Regions from separate parts of the Sus scrofa genome. Here all the other regions are linked to region 3. The links are chromatin contacts, called in public Hi-C and HiChIP or PLAC-seq maps. All regions are on one chromosome and are shown on one strand. Each heading gives the region's core, a stretch centred on a gene start, on an enhancer-like site or on the middle of the called end of the contact. The rest is flanking DNA. Distances are from core to core; before and after follow the strand shown.

The links. Hi-C and Micro-C count contacts between places; a contact is called where the count stands out from the background. HiChIP or PLAC-seq counts read pairs in DNA pulled down with a chosen protein or histone mark.
Region 1: a Hi-C map of heart right ventricle shows a contact between it and region 3, with 3 times the contacts expected there. The contact joins the promoter of CCDC142 here to the promoter of SEMA4F in region 3. A contact is called at or near these places in 2 of 47 Hi-C or Micro-C datasets (epiblast stem cells and heart right ventricle).
Region 2: a contact with region 3 is called in an H3K27ac HiChIP or PLAC-seq map of alveolar macrophages. The contact joins the promoter of PCGF1 here to the promoter of SEMA4F in region 3. A contact is called at or near these places in 3 of 47 Hi-C or Micro-C datasets (blood, epiblast stem cells and skeletal muscle) and 1 of 2 datasets of contacts at active chromatin or transcription factors (alveolar macrophages).

The regions. Positions count from the first base shown.
Region 1 is chr3:68,560,479-68,564,887 of Sscrofa11.1, forward strand. CCDC142 (coiled-coil domain-containing protein 142) reads left to right here and starts at 2,995. Exons shown (of 11, transcript XM_021087333.1): 1 at 2,995-4,409. The coding sequence starts at 3,466. It overlaps TTC31 (tetratricopeptide repeat protein 31), which reads right to left. Exons shown (of 13, transcript XM_021087337.1): 3 at 3,166-4,161. The coding sequence starts at 3,205.
Region 2 is chr3:68,539,097-68,543,537 of Sscrofa11.1, forward strand. PCGF1 (polycomb group RING finger protein 1) reads left to right here and starts at 1,578. Exons shown (of 9, transcript XM_005674546.3): 1 at 1,578-1,726; 2 at 2,143-2,248; 3 at 2,395-2,547; 4 at 2,980-3,051; 5 at 3,174-3,279; 6 at 3,449-3,482; 7 at 3,580-3,666; 8 at 3,844-3,924; 9 at 4,028-4,175. The coding sequence starts at 1,634. The coding sequence ends at 4,075.
Region 3 is chr3:68,402,135-68,406,203 of Sscrofa11.1, forward strand. SEMA4F (semaphorin-4F) reads right to left here and starts at 2,528. Exons shown (of 14, transcript XR_002342556.1): 1 at 2,231-2,528. It also overlaps the pseudogene LOC100517819.

The DNA of each region.
Region 1 (4,409 bases), core at 1,745-4,244, 160 kb after region 3:
GGGGAGGGGAGGCTGGTGTTGTGGGGAGCTCTGGGAGAGAGCAAGGGGCTTGGCTGGGTTGACCTCTCCACCACGGCAACCACAAACCAGCCGCCCAGCCTGGAGAACCGTACCCTCTCCCTGCTCAGCCCTGCAAAACACACTGCTCCCAGCTGTCATGGCGTCTCACCTCCCTTTCCTAACTCTCTTGCCTTCCCAAGGGCTGAGGGTGCTCATCAGCCCAGCCTTCTCCACCATCCTGCCACACTGACGCCCCTGCAATGGAGCCCTCTTACCTGCTCTTCCAGCTGTGCCCCCCGCCATACCCTTGAATATGAACCCTCCCCACAGAATCCACCCTGGGGCTGCCTCACACCTAAAAGAGTGCTACAGTTCCTGGCTGCCCTCTCCCTTGCACTTCATCTGTTTCTCCTCAAAACCAAGCTCTCAGCAATGTTACCTTACTCAAAATTTTCCAGTAGTTCCCCACTGCCAGAGCCGCAGGCGGGACTGAGTCTAGCCTGGGATTCGGAGCCTTCCAAAAAGTTCCCTGGCTGACCTCTCCCGGCTTCCCTTGCAATCCTGTCCTCCTTAGCGGCCATCCTTTCTCTGCCACCAGGTTCCTTCCAGCCTTGGGGTCCTCCCCCAGCCGTTCTGCTGGCTCTGAGCTTCTTTCTCACCCTGTCTTGCCTGACCTTCAAGATCGAGTTCAAATGCCATCTCCCCTCAAAGCCTTCCCAGACCCTTTCATCCCCAATTTGCTCTGCCCTCACTCAACCAGGCTGCATGAACACAGCCTGTGAGATACAATTTCAAACCTTATTATCCATTGCTTTCTACTGCTCTCTTAATTAGCCAGGTAGCATAGACCCAGAGAGAACAACGTGCTAGAACAGAGCTGTATGAACCTCAGTTCTGGTTCTGCCATTGCCCGGCCATTTGATTTTGGATAAATCATTTAACCTCTCTGGGCCTCAGCTTCCTCATTCACAAAATGAGGCGAGACTCTTTCAAGCTTGGCGCATACATTCTGTGGTTCTGATGAGGATCGTGTCCTTAGTTAGTGTAAACCACCTTTAAAAACCAAACAAAAAAAAGACTGCCTTGACCTTCGACCACTCCCTAAAACACAGACTAATGCTATTCTCTCTCTCTGTTCCATCTTTTGAATTTTTATTGAATTACATAATCTCTTAATTCACTGCCTGGCCACACATGATCTGGCCACCCAATCCCTTCATCTCCTCCAGCTGCAGTGGTCTCCTTTGAAGTTCCTGCAGTGCACCAAGTGTGCGCCCTTTTCAGGGTTTTGGTACTTGTTACTTCCTCTGCCTGGAATGCTCTTTCCCCACTAAATGGCTCATTCCTTCATCGTCTTCAGATCTCTGCCTAAACCTTCTGAAGAAGGCCTTCTCTGGCCACTCCCTTTAAAAAGCAAAACCTCTTGGGAGTTCCTGCCGTGACGCAATGGAATCAGCAGCATCTTGGAAGCACTGGGATGCAGGTTTGATCCCAGGCCCAGCACAGTGGGTTAAGGACCCAGCTTGCCGAAGCTGCGGCTTAGGCTGCAACTGTGGCTCAGATCTGATCCCTAGCCCAGGAAATCCGTATGCCATGGAGCAGCCAAAAAAAAGAAAAAAAAAAAAAAAAAAGAGAAAAAGAAAAGAAAAGAAAAACCTCTCAATTCCTCTCAGGGCTTCCTATCCTCTTGCTTGGTTTTGCTTGGCATTTCTCATATCAGTATACTGTGGTGTTTATTTGTTGACCAGTTACCCTCACTAGACACTTCTAATTCTCTGAATAGAAGGATTTTTGTCTGTTTGGCTTACTGTTTTCCTCCCAGTGCCTAAAACAGCTTTCAGCACATAGCTGATGCTCAACACGTGTATGTATGCTGAATGAGCAAAGGCAAAGATATGGGTGAGGAAGCTGTTGTATCAGAGATGCAGCCAGGAGCTGTGCTTGAAGAACATGTGTACCTGTGTGATCTAGTGAGTTTGGACTTTGCCCTGTTAGTGAGAGAAGTGGATCTGATCTAAGGAGTAAAATGCTCCAATGAAACAGTACCGGGGAAAGAGATGAGTCTAGGCATGAAATATTTAGTTAGCAGGCCGTTTAGAACTGTTCAGGCCAGAAAAAGTGAGTTACTGAACTGAGGCAGTAGCAGCAGAAGGAGAAATGAACATAATGGGTTTGATTCAATAGATTTCAGAAGTAGATTTTAGTGACTGACTTCACTGGTAAGGTAATGGAAGAATGATTTTCAGATTTCAGGATTAAGCAACTGGATGGAAGTTTGTGTTATTAACCAAGATTAAGATGAGAGGGAAAGCAACTAATGTGCAAAGATGATGAATTACCTTCTGGGCTTGCTGAGTTTGGTTTCAGAAACAACCAGGAAGCAGAAGGAAGTATAGCTTCTCAGCGCTCCCAAATCTGATCCTGTCCCTCCCTCAAGAATCCAGCCCCTGCTTGAGGACATCCAAACCAGAGTACCAGACAAGCCAAATGCTGCCTTCTTTCTCACCTCATCTCTTAGGGTTCCAACCAAAGCCATAACTAAAGTCAAACTTCAGTGAAGTTCTCTTACCTTTTCCTTGCCTTAGTCTCTTTGCTCACACTGCCCCCTCTGTTCTTAATATCTTTCCCCAAGTAATTACTACCCACTCCCACTCAACTTACAGACCCTCTTCTGCCCGACCCTGCCCATTTTAAGCATTTATCAACGCTGAGTCGCCCCTGGTTCCCCGCCCCTCCTCTTGCATACTGCTGCTTGACCTTGTTCCCACCGTTACGCCTCTCCAAAGTCCCGGGGCTAGTAGCCCTTCGGGGCGCCGGGGTGGGGCTCAGCTCGGAAGGTAGAATAGAGGCGTGATCGTGATGATTAGGGCTGGGTGGTGGTGGTGGCGGCGGTGGGGAGCTAGGAATCCTTTTTACCTCGTCGCCGTAGTCTTCAGGACCGAATTCTTTGCAGAGTTTGGGGACATCAGCGACCCCTAGCGGACAGCCAGGCCGCAGAGGACAGTCTATAGGAAAGGAAGGCGGCGGCGCGTTAGGGGGCCTCCGGGTAGGTGGGCCCAAGCCCTTTGCCTACCGCGTGAAGCACAAAATCGTAACTGAAAATAGATCCAACTAGGGCTGCCCCAGCCCTCCTGGACCCCCTCTCATCTGGTCTCACCCGCTTACCTAGCTTGGTCAGCCCCACAGTCTTCGGAATCGGCGCCATCGCCCGTCAACAGTGACCCGAAAGTGAAAGATAGTCTGGTATTTGACACCCTCCGAAGGGCGGAGTAGGACGGGGTGGGCGGCCATCTTTGTTGGGGGCAGAAGCCTCCGATTACGGAGCGCGAGAGAGTCCATTACGGTCCCGGCGGCTGCCGGGCCAGGGATGACGGCTCTGGGGACCGGGCGGAGCCGCGGCTGCCGCGGGCGTTGGGTAATGAGGGAAGGTGGGAATCGTTCGGTTCGTTCCGGACACGGCGTCTCATGGCCCAGGCGTCTCGAGCTGGTGGCCTTCTGCCTCCGCTAGCTAACGTGCCACCGTTGGGGGCGCAGTCTCGGGGCGTTGGGGAGGAGCAGTGGCAGAAAAAGCGGGCGGGAGTTCTCCGCGGGGACGTTTGTGGCTGGCCCGAGTTGCCCGTTGCCGGGAGCATCCCCTGCCTAGACCCACGACCCACCGTAGCTCCGGGAGGGCAGCCGTGGTGGGCAGCGCCAACGCGGGAGGACGCAGGAGAGCACAGCGATGCTGGCGCCGCGGACTGGGGGCAGGAGCTGGCAGCTGGCGTCCCGATCCCTCCTGCGCTGCAGCGTCGCCGGGCGGTGTTGCTGCGGCTGCACCGCGAGCGGGAACAGCTCCTCCAAGCCCGGGACTGCGCCCGCCACCTACAGGCTGCCGTGCGCCTCCTGAGGATCCTGAGTCCCGGCGCTCCATCCCCTGGCCCCGGTCGCTTGCCTCAGCTGTGCCGGGACGTGTTGCCGCACCCTTCTGGAGGGGCTGTCCTGAGAAGCAGCCTTCGGGAGACCCCCGCGTCGCAACTCCTGGCGCGCCTCGTCGGACTAGCAGCCCAGCGCCTGGATGCTACCATCGAGATGCAGCTTCGGGCTCTGGGCCGGGCGCCTGCCAGCCGAGGCTTATCGTCCCAACTCGCCGACCTGCTGCTGGCACTTCCCGCCTACCACCACCTGCAGGGAAAAGCCTTGAGCCACGTTCCCGGGGCAGCGCGCCCTTTCCCCCCCGCCCGTGTGCTCCGCCTCCTGACGGGGGAACGGGGTTGCCAGGTGGCAGGATGGCTAGATGAGGCGCTCAAGGGATCTGGCTTGGAGGACCAGCTCCGGAGGCGGTGCCATGAGGAGCGGGAGCTGCTGCCAGGTCTACTGGGCCTGATGGGGGGCGTGGCAGGCTCAGCCAGCAGTGGACTGGGGCTTGGAGG
Region 2 (4,441 bases), core at 328-2,827, 140 kb after region 3:
ACACCTGATTTTTAAATTTTAAACAACTTCCTTAAGGCAAAATTGATATACAATAAACCGTACGTATTTAAAGTGTACAATTTGATAAGCTGACATATGTGTACACCCATGAAACCACTAACACAATAAACATCCATCAACTAAAAAAAAAAAAAAAAAACTTTCCATGTATCCTTTTTTATTTATGTTTTACCAGAATCACTGTGAGCTACTATGTTAAGAATAGGCTAAAGAGGGGTAAAGGTAGTAGCAAGGAAAGCAGGCAATAAGCCTCTGCTGTCATCCAGAGAAGAGACTACCTATTGACAGTATCTCGACCAGGGAGGTAAGCAGTGGCTGTAGTGAGAAGTAGTTGATTTAAAAAAAAAAAAATCACTAATCTCATACCTTCTTGCCACTATTCACTCTAATTCACTCTGAAGATAAATGAACAATTATGTTTCTTTCATAGGATTAACTCCTTCCCTTCAAAAAAAAAAAAAAAAAAAACTCTTAGCTCCCTATTGTCCTCAGGCTAGAGTCCCAACTCAATAAGAAGACTATCACTACTCTCAAATCTATGCCTTGGTCTCCTTTCTGTCCCTCTCCGTTCATTTTCCTCCCCTTTGCTTTTCTTTTCTATTTCTAGCACTTCTTGCCCCACTCCCATCACACCCCCGGTCTCTAAACTATGCCCATACAAAGATCCACTTCTTCCAGAAAGCCCGTAGGAGGTCTCCACTGGGATCTCTCCCTTCTTGAGTCTCCAATTGCACTTGATGTTAATACGCCACAGTGCTCTTATTCTGTTCGTTTGTTTTTAATCCCTACATTTTAAAAAGTACCTAGGGACGTTGGTGTACCAAGTGTAGTGGCCCTGCGTCCTTTCCAAGCACGGGACTGGGCCTATGCTACCGCAGGACTCGCTGCCTCAGCGTGTCTGTGCGCGGTAGTGTCCTAGCCGACCTCCCCTCCTCCTTGGGCATCTGCTCTGCATTAGTCTGTCCCAGGCCTCCGCAGGCGCCGATGATTGAATCATCATCATTAACCAGGGCCTGCCCCCCCCATCCTCGGCGGCAGGGGGGAGAATGGGGGCGGGGGTAAGATCACTACCAAGTCTCTGGGGGTCCCTCCCTCCCTGCCACCCTCTCGGAGATTCCGCTAAGCCCCAGGAAACTCCCAGCTGTGGAGCCGGGAGAGGCCCGCCATCGGGATGAAGCTCCATAAAGCGGACGCGTCAAGCCAAGGAGGGCGACACTTCAAGCTCCCGAGGGGCTTCTTTAGCGGGGACTTCGTCACAAGAGATTGATGACCCTGAGCGGTGGCGGGCAGAGACCGCCGGGCCTTTTGGGGTAGAAGGCGGCAGTTTTTTGCAGGCTCCAAAAGTTAGTCCCGAAGTCGTGTAGGGTCTATTATGATGATTTCTATATGAGGTCAATGAGATAGGACCCCGGCCCACGCCCCCCCTCCCCAAGTACGGATTGAGGAGGGGGAGGGGCCAGTGGGGCTCAGGTGAGCACACGGGGAGAGAGGGGTATGGGCGGGGCCTTACAGAGGGTCAGCGAATCCGAAAAGACCTAAGCTGTCGTTGCGAGGCGACAAGTCCCGCCCCGCAGGCGGCACCGGAAGTGGCAGGCCGGGATCAGCCTTTAAGATGGCGTCTCCTCAGGGGGGCCAGATTGCGATCGCGATGAGGCTTCGGAACCAGCTCCAGTCAGTGTACAAGATGGACCCGCTACGGAACGAGGTGCAGGGGCGGCAGGGTTACCACTGTAGTCGGTTAGCTGTGGGAACCGGGGCCGGCTAGAGGACGGGCGGTGGCTGGCTGGGCGCCCAGTGCGCCTGCGCAGAGACAGGGTGCCCAATGCGCCTGCGCGGTTGCGGTCCGGTTGCCAAACTCCGGTCTAGGACGCCTGCGCATTGTGCAGCCTACGTCTCGTAGTCTCCCTTGGGAAAGGAAGATCGGGCGAGTTGGCTTGAACAGAGCCCCTGCTGTGCGCGGAGCCCTCTGCTGGGCGGAGGGAGAGTGTCAGCCTTGGGGAGCTAATCTGACCGCGCAGGGTGCAGGATTGGAGTGGAGTCTGATGAGAGGCGACTTCCAAGTTGTGAAGGCACATGGGATGGGGTTAGGGGAATGATCGTTGACAGAGGGTGTGTCTGCAGGAGGAGGTTCGAGTAAAGATCAAAGACTTGAATGAACACATCGTCTGCTGCTTGTGCGCAGGATACTTCGTGGATGCCACTACCATCACTGAGTGTCTTCATACGTGTGAGTGCCCTGGACCCTGGCTGGTTCTTCCAGGCCCTACTCCCCACCAAGCTAGCTGCCAGCTGCTTGCCCCAACCACCCAGGAACCCCGCCCAGCCCATGAACCCTATTTACGGAGGGCCTGAGAATCTGCTTTTCTCTTGCAGTCTGCAAGAGTTGTATTGTGAAGTACCTCCAAACCAGCAAGTACTGCCCCATGTGCAACATCAAGATCCATGAGACACAGCCACTGCTCAACCTCAAACTGGACCGGGTCATGCAGGACATCGTGTACAAGCTAGTGCCAGGCTTGCAAGACAGTGAGTAACCAACCTGACTTTGAGAGGCCTCTAGAGGACTGATGCTGGGTGGCAGCTTGAGGTGATAAGGGCTTTGGTAGGTAGAGAGGTTGACAGCTAGAAGGACAAAGAGAGGGAGGGTTTATTTATTTATTTATTTATTTATTGTCTTTTCTAGAGCTGCACCTGTGGCATATGGAGGTTCCCAGGCTAGGGGTCGAATCAGAGCTGTAGCTGCTGGCCTACACCACAGCCACAGCAACGTGGGATCCGAGCCACATCTGCGACCTACACCACAGCTCAGAGCAACTCTGGATCCTTAACCCACTGAGCAAGGCCAGGGATCGAACCCGCAACCTCATGGTTCCTAATAGGATTCATTAACCACTGCACCACGAAGGGAACTCCAAGGGAGGGTTTATTCTTTACTTCCCATATTCCACTCCCTTCTAGGTGAAGAGAAACGGATCCGAGAATTCTACCAGTCCCGAGGCTTGGACAGGATCACTCAGCCCAGTGGGGAAGGTATGTCCCTTGGTAGCAGGAGGATAAGGTAAAGCCCCCATAGCATTTCTCCTGCTCAGTTTTTCTCCCTGGGGAAAAAGTAGTATGGAACATGTGCCACCCTCCTTATTACTCTTTCTCAGAGCCAGCCCTGAGCAACCTCGGCCTCCCCTTCAGCAGTTTCGACCACTCAAAAGCCCACTACTATCGCTATGATGAGCAGCTAAGCCTATGCCTGGAGCGGCTGAGGTGAGGCTATCTGAAGTGACAGTGACAGTGAGCCGGAGCCAGGGAGGGGCTCAGGGAGAGGGCGAGCCGTGAGGGAGTGTCTGTTCCTTTGAAGAGAGTGTATCGTGGCTCTGGATGGGGGCCACGGGGAAAGGATAAGGTTCCCTAACCTGTGTCTGTTTCCCCCCAGTTCTGGCAAAGACAAGAATAAAAGCGTCCTGCAGGTGAGAGTGGCCGAGGGGAGGGCCTCTTTAAGGAGACTCACCTCCCCATGGCCCCTCCCTCACATACCTTGTCTTCTTCTCCCCACCCCATCCCCAGAACAAATATGTGCGATGTTCTGTTAGAGCTGAGGTTCGCCATCTCCGGAAAGTCCTCTGTCACCGCTTGATGCTAAGTCCCCAGCATGTGAGTACTCCCACAGTCTGGTTTTTTTGGTTGGTTTGGTTTGGTTTGGTTTTGGTTTTTCGTTTGGTTTTGTTGTTTTTGTTTCTTGAGGGAGGAGAAGGGGCTGAGAAGGGAGGAGCAGAGTTCTTGACCTGTGCAGAAGGAGAGTTCCTAAAACTGCCCCCATCTCCATCCTAGGTGCAGCTCCTTTTTGACAATGAAGTTCTCCCTGATCACATGACCATGAAGCAGATATGGCTCTCCCGCTGGTTCGGCAAGGTGAGCCGGTGCCAAGGCAATCCCCAGGGCAGGGCTGGGCTGAGGGAGCCTTTTGGGTAAGAATGCTCCTACTGACTAATCCTTGCCCTTGTTCTCTCCTTAGCCATCTCCTTTGCTTTTACAATACAGTGTGAAAGAGAAGAGGAGGTAGGGGCCAAGCCCCTACCCCATCCCTCTCCCCTTCCCTCCCCAGATATTTATGTGAAATTAACCTCGGCTTTATTTTTTGAAATAAAAACTTGTAAAAAGCATCCCTCTTTTTCCTTTTTGTCCTGCCACACACTGTGCCTTGTCTTGTGTCCTGCTTCCCTCTTGAGAAATCCTCTTGAGTTTCATCAAGAAGGAGGGCCTCTCTTGGAGTTCCTGTCATGGCTCAGCGGAAACGAATCTGACTGGCATCCATGAGGATGCAGGTTTGATCCCTGGCCTTCCTCAGTGGGTTAAGGATCTGGCGTTGCCATGAGCTGTGGTGAGGTCGCAGACGCAGCTTGGATCTCGTGATGCTATGGTTGTGGTA
Region 3 (4,069 bases), core at 1,278-3,777:
TGCTGGCCTACACCACAGCCACAGCCACAGCAACTCGGGATCCGAGCCACATCTGCAACCTACACCACAGCTCACGGCAACACCGGATCCTTAACCCACTGAGCAAGGCCAGGGATCAAACCTGCAACCTCATGGTTCCTAGTCAGATTCGTTAACTACTGAGCCATGACAGGAACTCCTAAGTTTCCTTCTTCAAAAAGCACTACTTAATAGCAACTTCTTTTTACCTAGAAGGGAACTGTCTCACTCTCTTTACCAACACATTAGGAAACTATCTCCTCTCTCCCCCACCACCCTTTATCTCACACCCCAACCCTTGATCTCACCCAGATTCCACCCAAAGAGGAAGAGAGGCGAGAGTATATGCTTCGGGCACAGATCAGCCTAAGTTCAAATGTGGCTCTTTCACTTCCCAGAGGTATGATCGTGATTAAATTACTTGCCCTCTCCGAGCACCACTTTTCTCATCTGTAAACACCGCCATCCAGGCTTGTTGAGAAGTAAATGTGATAACACATGTGGAAGCATCTGACACATACTACATAGTTCACAAATGGTGCCTTTCTTCCTTCCTTAAGTATGTGCTCCGTTTGGGCCAAATCTAAACCCATATCAGCATTCAAAATTGACCTATTTAATAATAACAAATCAGTTAAGATGAATTTACCATCTTAGTGCCACCTCTGGCTCTGGGGACCTGAATTACTACAGCTCTGCTCTATCTGCTTCATCTGCTAGGCTACCCTCAAGGCTGGCAGGATGGCCATGCACCCTTAGATGTGCTGGTGTATACAGCCCAACCCACCTCACCCTCTCACACCCATACTCATGTCTGTGCTGTATTCCACCTAACCATCCCATGCTTACATAGGCCCTGGATCACCCACTGCCTTTCATATCCCCAACTCTGCCTCATCTTGTCATATGGACCTCTCTGGAATCCCAGATCATCAACCCAGCCTGACAACCTCAACTCCATGTTGTGGCTATTGCTCCAGCACAAACTGAAACCCAGGTTCTGACCACAACCTTGTCTTCTGGATTCATACTATCCCTCTGTGTCACTGGTCCAAAGGGACACAAATAATTTAGAAGACTCTGAATTACTATTATCCAGTTGTGAGTTTTTCCCAACAGGTCATACTCTTGGCTTCACTGGCTCTGTCTGCCCAAGGTGCTAACACTCAGTGCCCACTGAGAAAAACACAAGGCCCGTGGCCACACTCATCCCCACCTCAGCAAGAACCTTTAAAGTGTGAACCACTCCAATGACCACTTTTAACCTGCGGTATCCCCTGGCTTCTTTGACAACTTTTGAAAGGATATCTCCCTCCTTTTTTATTTCTGAAGACTTAAAAATAAACAGGATTTTTTTCTTTTCTTTTTTTTTTTTTTTTTTTTTGGCCACACTTGCGGCATATGGAAGTTCCCAGGCTAGGGTGGACCGAATTGGAGCTGGGGCCAGAGCAACGCAGGATAGGAGCCCCATCTGCGTCCTACACCACGGCTCACTGCAACGCAGGATCCTTAATACACTGAAGGGATCGAACCCGCGTCCTCGCGGATTCTAGTTGGGTTTGCTACTAGTCCAGTTACCACTGGTCCACAAGGGGAACTCCTAAACATAATTTTAAATCAACTCATTGAATCATTTCTCAGCACCCAATGTAGGGAACAGGTAGAGGGAGCTGGGAACGTTGAGGAAGTTAGAGGTTGTGGTCAATAGGTGAATAGGAGTTGGTGTCAAAGATGAGAGGACTGGGAAATGGGTTATGGAGATTAGAGCTGTGAGCTGGGCAAAAGGATCGGAGGAGGTTAGAACTGATGATAAGGGATTGAATTTGAGAAGAGGGCAGAAGAAAATGCTAAGCTGGTAGAAAGAAGGATGGGTGTTTGGGGTAGAGTGAATGATTGATGGATTTGATAGGCATCAGGCCTGAGAGGGAAGACTGGATTAAGTGGGAGGAAACTTCTAAATAGACTGTCTCTGGCAACCCCCACCCCCTTCCTGGGCCTCAGTGCCCACGTCTGCAGGGGCGGTAGAGCCGCCTTGGGCGTGTCGTGGGAGCCGAATCGCCCAGCCTGGTGGTGCAGCACCACGTGGGCGTCCCGCCTGCATCCGGCGGGGCGTGGGCGGCGCGGTGGGGGGGAGGGCAGGTGGGTTCGGGTACCTGCAGGCGGGGTCTGGTCGCTGCGCGAAGGGCTAAGGGCGAGGGCGTCGGCGCCTTACCGGAGATAGGAAGTGAGGTCCTCGGCACCGAATGGGGGACGCGGCCGGACACCGGGCTGTTCAGCACCGCCATCAGCAGCAGCAAAGGGAAGGGCAAGACCCTCGGCAGTCCGAGGCCCGGGCGGGGCCGCGCGACAGAAGCCAACATCTTTGTCACCGCCCAGCCGCCGAGGTGTGACGCGCCCCACAACCTCCTCTCAGATCCCTAGGGCCACCAGCCTCGGCCCAGCTCGGCTCTCCTCGGTGGGATTCGGCCTCCGGCTGCCCGACAGAACGCAGCCCGGCTCCGCCCCTTCAATAATGGACCAATGATCGGGCTGATTTTCTCCTCCAGCCTTGGGCGTTGTGTGGAGGCGGGGCTAAGGAGAGACGAAGCCCAACCCACCCACGTAAGGTGGGAGCTAGACCCAGGGGTAGGTGGGAGTTTACCGCAAAACTGGAAAAGGCTTGTCACCCCAGGACCCAGAGTGGCAAATTTGCAAAGGCCGCTCCAAAAATTCCAGTTTCCATGTTTTGGCTATTGTAAGCAGTGCTGCTGTGAACATTGGGGTGAACTGTCTTTTTGAATTAGTTTCCATCTTTTGTGGATATAAGCCGAGGCGTGGGATTGATGGATAACGTGGTAACTCCAGATTTTTTTTTTGTGGGTTTTCCGTTGTTGTTGTTGTTGGAGGGGCGTCCTTTTTGCTTTTTTTTTTTTTTTTTTTTTTTTTTTTTTTTGGTTTTCAGGGCCTCACCTGCAGCATATGGAAGTTCCCAGGCTAGGAATGAATTGGAGCTGCAGCTGCCAGCCTACACATCACAGCAACGCCAGATCCAAGCCAAGGCTGCAACTCATGCTGCACCTTGTGACAGCACCTGATCCTTAACCCACTGAGGGAGGCCAGGGTTCCAACCGCATCTTCATGGATACTAGTCAGGTTCCTAACCCATCGAGCCACACAGGGAACTCCCAGTCGAGTTTTTTTTAAATGACACCCACACTATTCTCCACAGTGGCTACACCAATTTATATTCCCACCAACAATGTAGGAGGGTTCCCTTTTCTCTACACCCTCTCCATCATTTATTATTTGTAGATTATTTTGGTAATGGCCGTCACCACTGGTGTGAGGTGATACCTCATTGTAGTTTTGATTTGCATTTCTCTAATAATTAACGATATTGAGCATCTTTTCGTGTGCCTGTTGGACACCTGTATGCCTTCTTTGGAGAAATGTGTATTTAGGTCTTCTGCCCCTTTTTAAATTAATTTTTACTTTTATTGAAGTATAGTTGATTTACAATGTTGTGTTAGTTTTGGCTGTACAGCAAAGTGATTCTGTTATACATATACATATATCCATTCTTTTTCGGATTCTTTTCCCATATAAGTTATTATGCTATGTTAATAGAGTTCCTTTTGCTATACAGTAGATCCTTGTGGATTCATCTATTTTATACATAGTAGTGTGTATATATTAATCCCAAACTCCTAATTTATCCCTCCCCCTCCACCTTTCCCCTTTGGTAACAATAAATTTGTTTTCAAAGTCTGTTTCTGTTTTGTAAATAAGTTCATTTGTATCATTTTTTTAGGTTCCACATATAAGTGATATTATATGATATTTGTCTTTGTCTGACTGGTGATAATAGGTAATCTCTAGGTTCATGTATGCTGCTGCAAATGGCATTATTTTATTCTTTTTTATGGCTGGGTTATATTCCACTGTGTATATGTAGTACATCCTCTTTACCCATTCCTCTGTCGATAGATATTTAGGTTGCTTCCATGTCTTGGCTGTTGTAATTTGTGCTGCAGTGAACATTAAGGTGCATGTATCTTTTCAAATGATGGTT